2 separate regions of the Mus musculus genome follow, and region 1 is linked to region 2. The links are chromatin contacts, called in public promoter capture Hi-C maps. All regions are on one chromosome and are shown on one strand. The core of a region is the stretch at or near the end of the contact, and the rest is flanking DNA. Distances in the headings are between cores, read along the strand shown. Region 1 has its middle 12 kb from the start of G6pc. Region 2 overlaps Tubg1 (tubulin, gamma 1).

The links. Promoter capture Hi-C pulls out the DNA fragments that hold promoters and counts their contacts.
Region 1: a contact with region 2 is called in a promoter capture Hi-C map of liver, with 1.6 times the contacts expected there. The contact joins two enhancer-like sites. A contact is called at or near these places in 3 of 39 promoter capture datasets (the HPC-7 cell line, cranial neural crest and liver) and 2 of 115 datasets of contacts at active chromatin or transcription factors (effector CD8 T cells and memory CD8 T cells).

Annotation. Positions count from the first base shown.
Region 1 is chr11:101,352,106-101,358,840 of GRCm38.p6, forward strand. No RefSeq gene overlaps it. Among named protein-coding and RNA genes, the nearest start is that of G6pc, 12 kb to the right of the region's middle. Within about 2 kb of position 4,051, at least 24 of the 459 cell types and tissues checked have an H3K27ac peak or open chromatin away from gene starts, as enhancers often do. A contact at or near this core is called in liver, where this site is marked.
Region 2 is chr11:101,125,850-101,132,306 of GRCm38.p6, forward strand. Tubg1 (tubulin, gamma 1) reads left to right here. Exons shown (of 11, transcript NM_134024.3): 11 at 183-574. The coding sequence ends at 380. Among named protein-coding and RNA genes, the nearest start is that of Tubg1, 9.0 kb to the left of the region's middle. Within about 2 kb of position 4,297, at least 20 of the 459 cell types and tissues checked have an H3K27ac peak or open chromatin away from gene starts, as enhancers often do. A contact at or near this core is called in liver, where this site is marked.

The sequences.
Region 1 (6,735 bases), core at 2,801-5,300, 230 kb after region 2:
AGGTGGCTGGAGTCTAGCTACGCATGTCTTCAATCTTTCTATCTATTGAGGTTTCTGGTGAGAGGCTTAGGAGAAGGAAGAGTAAGGGAAAGAATTGAGAGGGAGTCAGGTGGGCCTCTGTCCTTGTGGCCCCTTCACACTTCCTACTCTCCAGCCCTGGACACACCCTAGCCAGAGCCAGCTGTTTGCAGACCTGAGCCCAGAGGAGCTGACAGCTGTGATGAGCTTCCTGACCAAGCACCTGGGGCCAGGGCTGGTGGATGCAGCCCAGGCTCGACCCTCGGACAGCTGTGTCTTCTCAGTAGAGTTGCAGCTGCCTTCCAAGGCTGCAGCCCTGGCCCACCTGGAGAGAGCTTCCCTGCCGCTGCTGCCCACCCCACCCCCATCCCCTGCCCTCGTCTGAGAGGTTTTCTTTTATCAATGGAGTTTAATAAACTCTCAGTTATTAATATGACCCAGCCAGGCCCCCAGTAACAGCAGCAGAGCAGCAAAGTCCTCTGGAATTATTTTATCAGCAGTTGCACAATTACTGGAATTCTCCTAGTCTATTTTTCTAACGCTAGACTGTTGTCTGCTTCCCAACTGTGCTACCCAAGGACCTGCAGTTTGAATCGTGTTATTTCTGCTCCATCAGTCCATCCTCAGGGGGCATTCCACTCAGGCCCATGCTCCTGGTCCATCCTGCCTAATGGAGACCTGCCCTCTCCATCTTCTTTCTCTTATGCTCCCTTTTCATCTTCTCGCCTCTCCTTCCTCGAGGTCCCTACCTGCAACCGCCAGCCCAGTAACTGAAACTCTGCCTCATTCTATTCTCCCCAGTAATTGGCTGTTGGCATTTTTTATTTAACCAACAGCTTTAAATTGGGCAGCGAAGCTCTCAAAGCATCACTTGGTGCATCTGAGGATCTGGTTGTTGGGGGCAAGCAGACCCTGGGCGCTGGTATTTAGCTAAAATTTGAATATAGAACAGCATCAGACCAAACTCAATACTCCTTGGTGCACAACCCAAGCCCAGTGTGAGTGAGCTAGTGGTGTGTGTGTGTGTGTGTGTGTGTGCGCGCCCGCGCGCATGTATATATACCATAGTGTACGTGAAGTCAGAGGAAAACTCCATGGAGTTGATTCTCTCCTACTTTTTTTTTTTTTTTTTAACGTAAATAACCCGTTTATTGCAGGCTAGGCAAGTCTCAGACGGCAGGGCTTCTACTGGTCTTTCAGTTCCTTCAGTCTTCTGATGGCAGACTTCACTGTGCCTGCAGAGGTGGGGGTGTAGGTCCAGGCCCCGCTGGCCGCAGTTTTCACGCATGAACCCCAGTGCCAGATGCCGACGGCTCGGCTCTTCATCTTGGTCTTGCCACAGAAAGAGCAAGAGTACTTGGCGTGCTGGCTGATTTCAGTTTTCTTTACCATTTTTCCGGAGGGAGGCACCATAGCGGGTCCTGATTAGCCATGTTGCCGGAACTGAAGCCCAAGCCCGAAGAGTTCTCTCCTACTTTTATGCTGGCTCAAGGGGTTGAACCAGGCTGAGCAGGAAACACCCCATTAGACGCTGATCCCAGGCCTTGCTTCTCTCTTGGAAATAAACCAACTGTTTCTTGTGATCAGGTGAATAAATAACCTGGTCTCCAGGTAGCACTGCGTCGAATCCCGATTCTCTCTAAAAGACGATCCTAGATGCACAGATGAATCCAGATTGCGACTCAGGGCTTTTTTTTTTTTTTTTTTTAACTGAAACAGTTCCATCCAGAAATGGTTGAAATACGCTAGCAGACATCAGGGGACCGGTACTGACACGTGAGCCCAGACATGGTTCTCATACCTAGCTTTCAGATTAATCTTCCAGGTTTTAATTTTTACAATAAGGTCTCCTGTAGTCCAGGAGGCCTCCCATTCACTAGGTAGCTTTGAGTGACCTTGAACTTCTGATCCTACTGCCACTACCTCTGCAGAGCTGGGTGCAAGCACACACCACAACATCAGGTCTGTGCAATCCAGGGGATTGAATCCACGGCTTCATGCACATTAGCCAAGCGTTCTGCCAATAGCGCTATATCCCCAGCCCCAGAAGCAGGCACAATGTAAGTGAATTCCTACCTTCCTTCTCTCCTACAATCTTTCCTTGGCCAACTGCTCCTTTAAATCTTCAGAGCTTCCCACACATAGGGGGTCAGCCCTTTATTCTCCAGCCTACCTGATGCTTCCTGACGCTAACTAAGCAGACCCTTCTGTCCAATCACCTCTGCTCCCCCACTCCATGTGATGACACCTTCCTCATCCACTAAAACTCAGCTCAGACACTGATGGCTACTGCTACTTTCTCCCGAGTACACAGCTGCCAGCTCTCCCTGATTCCTGCCTGTGTCAGTCTGTATACTCTGAGGGAGGTTCAATACCCTGACTTGCCTACCTGTGTCCCCTGCTTAGAGTTCCTCAGAGTGGGGAAATGCTTGTTCTGCAGGCATAAGGACCTGATATTAGCGCACCATGTGCATATATCAGCTACAGAGGCCAGAAGGGGGCATCTGATCTCCTAGAATAGGAGTTACAAACTGAAGGGGCTCTAGCAGGCCCAAGCATGACAAACATCTCTCACAGGCCTGGTCCTTCCACCATTCTCTCTGCCTTGCTAAAAACCATTAGATTACATTCCTAGGGCTAGCCACCATGGGTCTATCCCCTTATTTGGCCACTTCTTCCTCAGGTCCAAGGTCCAGCTCGTCAAGTATTGAAATTCAACAATCAAAAGTCCCTTTGGCTCATCTAATTAAGATGCCCAATCGAAAATAAGCACTTCAGCCGAGCCGTGATGGCACACACCTTTAATTCCAGCACTCAGGAGGCAGAGGCAGGTGGATTTCTGAGTTTGAGACCAGCCTGGTCTACAGAGTGAGTTCCAGGACAGCCAAGGCTATACAGAGAAACCCTGTCTCAAAAAAGAAAAAAAGAAAAAAAAAGAAAAAAAAAAAAACCACTTCATCCTAACATGGGGGTTTCTCCCCTTTACCTTTATAAATCTCCACTCCATTTGCCTATAGGACAGTTCTGTCTCCTCTCTATCCGGAGGCAATCTCCATTGGTCCCCTTCCCTTTCCCTCATCCTCTGTCTCCTGTCTTTGTCTCACTCCCTGCCCTTTGTCTCTCAAGATAAATCTCCTTTGTGCTGAGAACTTGCTCTTGAAGGGTCCTGTGCCAACTTAGAAGTCCTTCACAAACAGTTGTCAGCTGCTGTGTAGCTTCTGGGAATCAAACTCCTGAATTCCTCTGCAAGCTGCAAGTACTCTTATTTATTTGGTTCGGGTTTTGTTCTTCAAGATACAGTTTCCCTGTGCAGTTCAGAGTGAGTTCCAGGCCAGCCAAGGTTACACAGAGAAACCCTGTCTTGAAAAACCTAAATAAATAAATAATCAATGCCAGATGGTGCATAATGATAACCTCTGATCTACACACAAACACATAAACACACACACACACAGAGACTTGCATGCACACACACATATGAGTTGGAGGTTTTGTTTGTTGGGGTTTTTTTTTGTTTTTTTTTTTTGTTTTTTTTTTTGGTTTTTCAAGACGGGTTTCTCTATACAGCCCTGGCTGTCCTAGAACTCACTTTGTAGACCAGGCTGGCCTCGAACTCAGAAATCTACCAATCTACCTGCCTCTGCCTCCCGAGTGCTGGGATTAAAGGCGTGTGCCACCACGCCCAGCTTGAGTTGGAGGTTTTGAAGCAAGTCCAACTGTCCTTGGGGCCAGTGCTCAGCCTGACATTGCACCCATACGGAAGCCTAAATGCATCTCTATTGAAATTGGAACAGGCAGTCATCATGGTCATTATCAGAGTCACATCACTTCTTTGTCTTAAAATTTGAAAAGCCATTTCACATCCATTTTCCGATTTGACTCCCTCAAAAAGGGTGGAAGTCCAAAGTTCCCAGGTGAATAGCCCACTTTTTTTTTTTTTTTTTTTTTTTTGCACTGTCAGCTTAGGACAGGACATAAGGCCAAAGGGCAATACTGACATGGCAGGCCCAAACACTTCCTTTCCAGGGGACACTGCTCTTACCTAAACTCCTGTCCAGCAAAGGTTGTAGGAAGGAACTGAAGACAAAGGATTCTGGGAGGTGGATACGAGCAAGTCTGAAAAGTAATTCCCCCACCTAAGAAGGAACCCTGAACTTGGAGGTAGACCCAACAGGCTACAGAGTAGGGGCAGGGACAGAGGAATTGGGCCACAATTTTCTCTTCCAACTCATGGAAGCTGCGAGGGGAGGGAGGGAACCCTTTGGGGGCAGCGGTTCAATGTGTTGCTGTTTTCTTGCTCTGGACAAGCAGAAGCGATGGGGTGCAGGTTTTAGGTTAGTGATTATGCTGCCTCTGGACCCACACTGCTGGGATTGAATCCAGTCAGTGTGACCTAGGACAAGTTATCTAACATCCCTACTACCTCAATTTTATCATCTGTGCAGTAGGGAGAGTAATAAAACCTACTTCATGATTTTTTTTTAAAGATTTATTTTATTATTAATATATGTAAGTACACTGTAGCTGTCTTCAGACACTCCAGAAGAGGGAGTCAGATCTTGTTGCGGGTGGTTGTGAGCCACCATGTGGTTGCTGGGATTTGAACTCTGGACCTTCGGAAGAGCAGTCGGTGCTCTTACCCACTGAGCCATCTCACCAGCCCCCTACTTCATGATTTTTATGAGAATCAAGGGGCTGGAGAGGTGGCTCAGTACTGGCTGCTCTTCTAGAGGTCCTGAGTTCATATCTCAGCAACCACATGGTGGCTCACAACCATCTGTAATGGGATCCGATGCCCTCTTCTGGTGTGTCTGAAGATAGCTACAACATACTCATATATATATATGTATATGTATGTGTATGTGTATGTGTATATGTATATGTATACATATAATTCCCCTTTTAAATATAATTTAATATATATTAAAATTATATTAAATATATAATTATATTAAATATATTTAATTTAATTTAATTCCCTTTTTAAAAAACCATGCATATATATGGTTTTTTAAAAAGGGAATTAAATTAATATATATGCATATATATATGCATGGTTTTTTAAAAAGGGGATTAAATTAATCCATTCATTTTCTTAAAATAGTCCTAAACATCGTAAATGTTTAGTGCATATAGCTATTATTTAATATTTTATTACCCGGAATTTATAGGCTATTTTTTTTCTTTTTGGTTTTTCAAGCAGGGTTTCTCTGTGTAGACCAGGCTGTATAGGAACTCATTCTCGATTAGGCTGGCCTCTGAACTTAGAGGTCCACCTATCTCTTTCTTCCGAGTGCCAGACTTAAAGATGAGGGGGCACTACCACCTAGCAATAAACTATTTCAGTAAGTATGTAAGCAGTCATTTTAAAAACTTAGTGGCATAAAACAACAAAACAATTTACTTTACCCACAAAGGGTGGGCAGCCTGGGCTAAGCTTAGCCAAGCGGTTCTTTCTCCTGGATTGTCCTGACAAGGCTGCAGCTATCTGGTTAGTGGACAGGGTCTAGGTTGTGAAAAGTAGCTTTATTTATGTGTCTATGGCTGCAGTTATAGCAACATGACTTTTGGAGGCTTGCCACTGTGGTCTAGGATGCCAACCACAGCCCAAAGTGAGCAAGCTCTAGAGAGAAAACACTTTCTAGGGCTTTTCCTATATCAACTCAGTAATGTGTGTGTGTGTGTGTGTGTGTGTGTTATACATAAGTACATATACTTGTTTGTGGAGGCCAGATGACCAGTGTCTTCCTCAATTGCTGTCTTTTTTTTTTTTTTTTACAGTTATTTGTTTTGCATCGGGGTGGATACATTGTCATTGTGTGAATGTGGAAGTCAGAGGGTAATTTGTGGCAGTTGTTTATCTCTTTCCAACTTGTGGGTTCCAGAGGTTAAACTCGGGTCCCTGGGCTTGGCAACAAGCATTTTTTACCCAGTGAACCATCTAGTTGGCCTTCCACTTTATTTTTGAGATAGGGTCTCTCACTGAAATTGGTCCTTGCTAAGTGGCTACTTGTCCCTGGCTCTGCCCCTGCTCTGGAGTTACAGAAGCACACTTTATGGCTGACGTTTTATGCAAGTGTTGGGGATCCAACCCAACTCATGACCCCACACTTGCCCAATAACTACTCTACAACTAAGCCATTTCCTCCAGCCTCCTGCCTCTCCTTTGCCAACATCCCATTACCCAAGGCAAGTCACAAGACCAGACTCATGTTCAAAGGATGAAGATGTAACTTCATGTCCTGATAAGAAGCGAGGCACCGTCAAAGGCAAAGGGGCCAGGGCCAGGGCTAAGAGCATGTTCTCCATCATCCAACCAACACTCGCACTGAGCAGCTCATAGGTGAGCAGAGCTTAATTGTAGAGACTGAAGGAAATGCTGGCTTGGCCCTCAAGGCTCGACGTAGAAGGAGAAGACTCAAATCATGAACAGAACAACTTCAGTGCATGCTTCAATGTGATTGGTGCCCCGAGATTAGGACCAGTTAAGTGCTACGGGGGGTTGGGTCAGCTCCTTTAGTCAGAGGAGAGGGTCACAGTGTTGAGAGGGCTTACATAGCTTGACCTTGAATATGGTTAGAATATGGACATGTGCAGCAGAAGGAAGTGACAGTCCCAGTGGAAAGAGGAGCAAAACTAGGGCACAATGTCTATGAGGTGTGGGGACCTCGAAGAGGGGCCATTAGGGAACAAGACTGGAAAGATAACCTGGGATCC
Region 2 (6,457 bases), core at 3,047-5,546:
ACCACACACCCTCCTAGCCTCTGTGGAGAGTAACAGTACCTCGGTTCCCGGGCTCTCTGGACTGTGCCATTTCTTGATTTCTTTGTGACTGGACTGTGCCGTTTCTTGATTTCTTTGTGACTGGACTGTGCCGTTTCTTGATTTCTTTCTTTGTGACCCTCCCGCTACCCCTGTGCCTTAAGCTCTTCGAACGGACCTGTCGCCAGTTTGACAAGCTGCGGAAACGGGAGGCCTTCATGGAGCAGTTCCGCAAGGAGGACATCTTCAAGGACAATTTTGACGAGATGGACACCTCCAGGGAGATTGTGCAGCAGCTGATTGACGAGTACCACGCGGCCACACGGCCAGACTATATCTCCTGGGGCACCCAGGAGCAGTGAGTCACGGACGACAGGGACCCTCATCTGCCTTACCGGTTAGCCCAGGCCCTGCCAGGCTGACTTCCCCTCGGAGCACAGATCAGGGACCTCACAAGTCCTCGCGTACACACGCACCGTCTGTCGGCTTGGGGGTGGGTTTACTTCTTCTCTGAGAGTATTTATCTTTAATAAAGCACTGGATGTAAACCAAGCCACCCCCCGGTCTCTGAATTCACACTGGGGAATGGGTGTGGAGGTACCCGCTTCTGCATAGCTGACGGTTTCCTTCTGCACTTCCAACGTCTTCAACTCGGGGCCGAAAGCCGCCTCTAGCTTTGCCTTTGGCCTAATTGTGGAGGACACAGATGGCTCTTGACCCTGCTGGAATTCTTTTCCAGAGTAAAAGGAAGCACAGATAAGATCTTTTTCTCCGTTCAACCTCCTCTGGTCTCAGTTCCTCCACACTGTATCAGATGAACACTCCTCCACTTGCACATTTCCACACTGGAGTGTCCTGTTTGCATGCCTATTGCATGCCTGGGGCCACCACACTACCTACCTCCAGCCTCCTAAGCAGGGAAGTCAACCTATGTGCCTTGCAGCTCTGGCCAGCAGAGCAGTGCTGAAGGGCTGGTCCCAGAGAGTCTTGACTGGAGTCTAGGATCGTCAGGAGACCAGGCCCAAAGCACAGTCAAAACTCATTCTGTTTCTGTTCTCAATGGGTCTTCATTCGTGTAAAGTTTTTATTACTTTTTAATCCTTTTGGATGTAACTATGAGCCTTGGGGTGAGTGTAGAAGTCAGAAAATAACTTGGGAGGAGTTTCTCTCCCACCATGTGGGTCCAGGGAACGGAACTTAGGTTGTCAGACTCAAGGGCAAGCCACTTTCCCTGCCAAGCCATTTCACCACCCTATTTTGTTTTGTTTTTTAAATTTATTAGTGATATATGGATGTTTTAGCTGCTTGTGTGTGTGTGTGTGTGTGTGTGTGTGTGTGTGTGTGTGTGTGTGTGTGTGTGTGTACCATGTACATGTAGTGCTAGCAGAAGCCAGAAGAGGGCGCCAGGTCCCCTGGAACTAGACTTACAGACAGTTGTGGGGTGTGAGCTGCCATGTTGGTGCTAGGAACAGAACCAAAGTGTGCTTAACCTCTGAGCTGTCACTCCAGGATCCATTCTTTAACATTCCAGTTATTTAAAAGCCCAATGGGAGAAAGATCACAGACTGAATCTGTAGCTCTTAAACTCTTAGAGTCCTGCTGGGCAGTGGTGGTGCGTGCCTTCAGTTCCAGCACTTGGGAGGGAGAGACAGGTGGATCTCTGACTTGGAAGCCAGTCTGGTCTACAGAGTGAGTTCCAGGACAGGGCTACACAGAGAAATGCTGTCTCAACAAAACAAAACAAAATCTTTGAGATCCAAGCTGGGCAGTAGTGGTACACAACTTTCATCCTAGCACTCTGCTGGCAGGTAAATCTCCAAGTTTGAGGTCAGCCTGCTCTACAGATGGAGTTCCAGGACCTCCAAGGATACACAGAGAAACCCTGTCTCAAAAAACAACAAAAATCCTACCTCCTCCTGCCCTTGTCCCTGCCCCTTGGGACCCAAAGATAATGAAGGACTGCAAAGGGCCCCACTAAACTCTTACATACCCCACAGGAAAGAACTACAATGCATCATGTACATTGGTTTGTTTAATGGTAATTACAAACCTATGAAAGGGTCGATATCATTACCAATCTCATTTTAAAAACGCAGAAACAGCAAAGTAGATCACAAGGACACCCAGTTAAGTGGCCTTAAGTGGCAGAGTTGAAACAAGCTCTGGTACACCTGGCATCTGTGTTTGTTTTTTTTGTTGTTTGTTTGTTTTGTTTTTTTGTTTTTTCGAGACAGGGTTTCTCTGTGTAGCCCTGGCTGTCCTGGAACTCACTCTGTAGACCAAGTTGGCCTCGAACTCAGAAATCTGTCTGCCTCTGCCTCCCGAGTGCTGGGATTAAAGGCGTGTGCCACCATGCCCGGCTCCTGTGTTTGTTTTTAAGGAATAGCCAAACAAGCCATGTTTTTAGATGTATTCATTTTATTTCCACGCGTGTGTATGCGTACTATGTGTATGCCTGGTTGCCCACAGAGGTGAAAAGAAGAAGGGATTGGACCCTGTGGAATTGAGTTCCTGATGGTTACAAGCCACTGTATGGGGGCTGGGAACTAAATCCAGGTCCTCTGCCAGAGCAAGTGTCTTTAGCTGCTAGCCCCTCTTCCCTTTTTTTGAGATTATATTATACTACGTAGCCCAGGCTGACCTCAGACTTGCCATGCTCCTCCCCCTTCCACCTCCAGCCCCTCCCCGACCTCAACCCCTGTTTCTCTGCCCCTGCCCCTGCCTTGTACTAGGACTAGGTTATATGGGTCCATTATTGGCACATACACACCGCATTTGTGTGATGCTGGGGGGCAAACTTAGAACCTGTGTGGATTAAGCTAAGTGAACACTGTGCCACTAAGCTACACTCCCAGCAACGGTGACTGTCACTAACCATGGCAATACGCTTCCTTTTATATCTCCCAGGACAGTGTCGAATCTGCTCATTCCTGGCGGGGGGGGGGGGGGGGGGGGGGTTTGTGGCCATAAGATGAGCCCATCTCGTTGTCCGCTCATGCAGAGAAAGCATGTTTGATTCTTGTCTTGAGAATATCATCAACTGCCAAGTATCCACCTCACGGCACAAGGTAGCTCAGGATGTTTTAAGCAAATACTTCACTTCTCCCTAGGCTGGGAGGCTGAGTCCATGGAAGAGCCCTTGCCTGCCTCATAGTCAACAGAGGGACCAGTATACAAGCCAGCCCCCTACGATAATATAAAAGCCTCGAAGAACTAACGGGCAGGAAACAGGCAGTCAGACCCAAGTCTCAGACTGTCTTAGGAATGAGGAGTCCGCAAGCCTATTCGGCCACGGTTCAAGCGGCCAGCCTGTCCCTATCTTTTGCCAAGACCTACAGGGAGCTGACTCAGGGACAGGCAGCATGGTCATGACTAACCAGCTGCCTATTCCCTCTCAAGGAGGAAGGTGACTTCTGTGAAAGCCAGTGTGCACCTGGTCCCCCCCTCAGCTCCACCTCCTATTTCTGCACCCCTGGGTGCTAAGCATAGTCCTTCCCATTTGCTGATTTTTTTTTTTTTTTGTTGAGACCATCTGCCTGCCTCTGCCTCCCAAGTGCTGTGATTAAAGGCGTGCGCCACCACTGCCCGGCCCCATTTGCTGACCTTAGTCCTGATGACCAAACTTTTTTCATCTTTTGGAGACCTCTGCATAAGTGGTCTACTGGCCCATCTTCAGGGCGCAAGCAATCCCTGAGCCCTCCTTTGTGGGAACCAGTTAAGGCAGGTATGGACACCCCCCCCCCGGGGGGGGCTTATGCTGGGTGTGGTGGCGCACACCTTTAATCCCAGCACTCAGGAAGCAGAGGCAGATGGATCTCTGAGTTCGAGGCCAGCCTGGTCTACAGAGTGAGTTCCAGGACAGCCAGGGCTGCATAGAGAAACCCTGTCAAGAAAGAAAGAAAGAAAGAAAGAAAGAGAGAGAGAGAGAGAGAGAGAGAGAGAGAGAGAGAGAGAGAGAGAGAGAAAGAGAGAAAGAAAGAGAAAGAAAGAGAGAAAGAGAGAAAGAAAGAGAGAAAGAAAGAAAGAGAGAAAGAAAGAAAGAAAGGAAGGAAGGAAGGAAGGAAGGAAGGAAGGAAGGAAGGAAGGAAGGAAAGAAAGAAAGAAAGAGTGAGGCAGGGAGGGAGGGAGGCAGGGAGGGAGGCAGAGAGGGAGGGAGGGAGGGAGGGAGGGTGAGTTAGGTTTGCCTAGCAGGGAGGAGTAACTCCACAAGGACGCCTATGCTCTCTGACTGGTGAGTACCAGGTGTCACAAGCATGGTCCGCACTTCAATACCAGCCTCAGCCAGGCCCCTCCCCCAAGGCTATTTCCAGATCACCCAACACCCCAGACAGACAACGGGGGCAGCCCCTCCCAGTTCTTGGCCAGCAGCAAACCCCAAACTGTGTCATCCAGAGGGCAGTGCAGAGGCCAGGTGGAAAGAGAGGCCTCTGGGAGTCGGGGCAGCAGGTGGTACTGGTAGGGAAAAGGTCTTGTCGTCAGAGGTATTGCGAGGCACAGCTATAAAGTGCCCTGACTAGACAGCAAGGGTGGCTATGAAAACGCTGTGGAGAAAGCAGAATGCCCAAGCTTGGAACAGGTTTGTCTTTAACCAAACGACGACGAGAGAAAGCTAGCCATTTAAAGGCGATGTTCTCAGAATATTCCAAGAGAGGTGATGTAACTCCAGGGGCCCTGGAACGTGGGTGAGACCGAGCCCTGGAGCAGGAAGCACATATCCCAAAATAGACTTGAGCAAGCGAGCCTGAAACCTAGGGACAGTAACTTGGGAGAATGTGTTGAGGTTAGGTCAAGAGGCGACAAAGCGACAAGCAGAAGTGGCAAGGGTGAATGTAGCCACGAGACAAGGAGTTGGTAGGCTCGTTAGTCCATCAAGTCTTATCCAGTGTTCCCATCAGCCATAAACATTCTACACCTCCCCAGAAAGTGGCACTCCTCCGCGGGGAGCCAGTTTAAATCCAAGAGAAAACACACTCTGCTAATGCCACCTCCAATATGCCTCACCTCATACTCTTTCTACAGTGTCTTAGACGAGGAAGGCTCTACTCTGGAAAAGAAACAAAAAGTTTGGTGTTTGGGGAGCTGCGGAGATGGCTCGGTCGTTAAGAGCACTGGTTCTTGCAGAGAATCAGTTCCCAGCATCCACATGCCAGTTGACATAACCATCTGTAACTCCAAGACCAAAGGATCTGATGCCCTCTGACCTCAGGCACCAGGCACACATGTGGTGCACATACGGATACGCAGGCAAAACATATGCATAAAATAACTCTTAAAAATAAAAAAAAAGGAGCAAAAAAAAAAAAGATTAAATAAAATCGACATTCCAGTTTTTAACCCTATCACAAGTGGTTGGATCACCTCTTTGTTTTGTGACAGGGTCTCATTTTGTAGCCTAGCCTTGTCTTGAACTTGTGATTCTTCTGCCTCAGCTCCCCAAGTACTAGGATTAGGGGTGCATGCATTTGCACCCAGCTGACACAAGCATTTCCTAAAAATAGACACTGAAAGGCTGGCCAGATGGCTTGGCAGATAAACACTCTCATGAGGAATGGTGGCTTTCTGGGCCCTGCCTGTGTGTCTCCCTGCAGCCTTCCCTCCCGCTCTCCCTTTGCTTCTGTGTCTTAGTGTCCTCTTCACTGTAAAGACTTCTAAAAAGAGAGGGAGACAGTATTAAATTCCGTAGAAAATTCTGGAGAGTCTCTGCTTTAACTGAATGATCCATAGTCTGACTGACTGTTGGTTTTTTTTTTTTTTCCTTTGTTGTTGTTTGATACAGGGTTTCTCTGGCTCTCCAGGAACTCATTCAGTAGATCAGGTTGGCCTTGAACTCAGCTCCAACTGCCTCTGCCTCCCGAGCACTGGAGTTAAAGGTAGGTGCCACCACACCCACCAGTAGTTTTTATTGTATCCATATTGCCCAGAGAAATTGAGGCTTTAAAAAAAAAAAGATTTATCTTTATTATTTTCTAAATCGCGTGCATATGTGTTTGCATGTGGGTATGTACTCATGTGCATGCAGTCCCCGCAGAGTCCAGAAGAGGGAGCTGGAGCTACAGATGCTTGTAAGCAGCTGGCCTTGGAACTGAGCTCAGTCCTCGGGCCTCCAACAAGAGCTCTTGGCAGCTGAGCGTCTCCCTAGCCCTTTTCTTTCTTCTCTCTTCTTTTCTTTTATAAAACCATCCTAATTTTAAAAAGAAAGAAAGAAACACAAGTTCCTCTGGTGGAAGTTTAATAACCTAAATTCAATCCCTGCAGCCCACAGTGAAAGGAGAAAACCAAATTCCAAAAGTTGCTGCCCTCTGACTTCCCACACATGGCATTATGACATGTATTCTCTCTCTCTCTCTCTCTCTCTCTCTCTCTCTCTCTCTCTCTCTCTCTCTCTCTCACACACACACACACACACACACACACATACATACACACACACACACACACA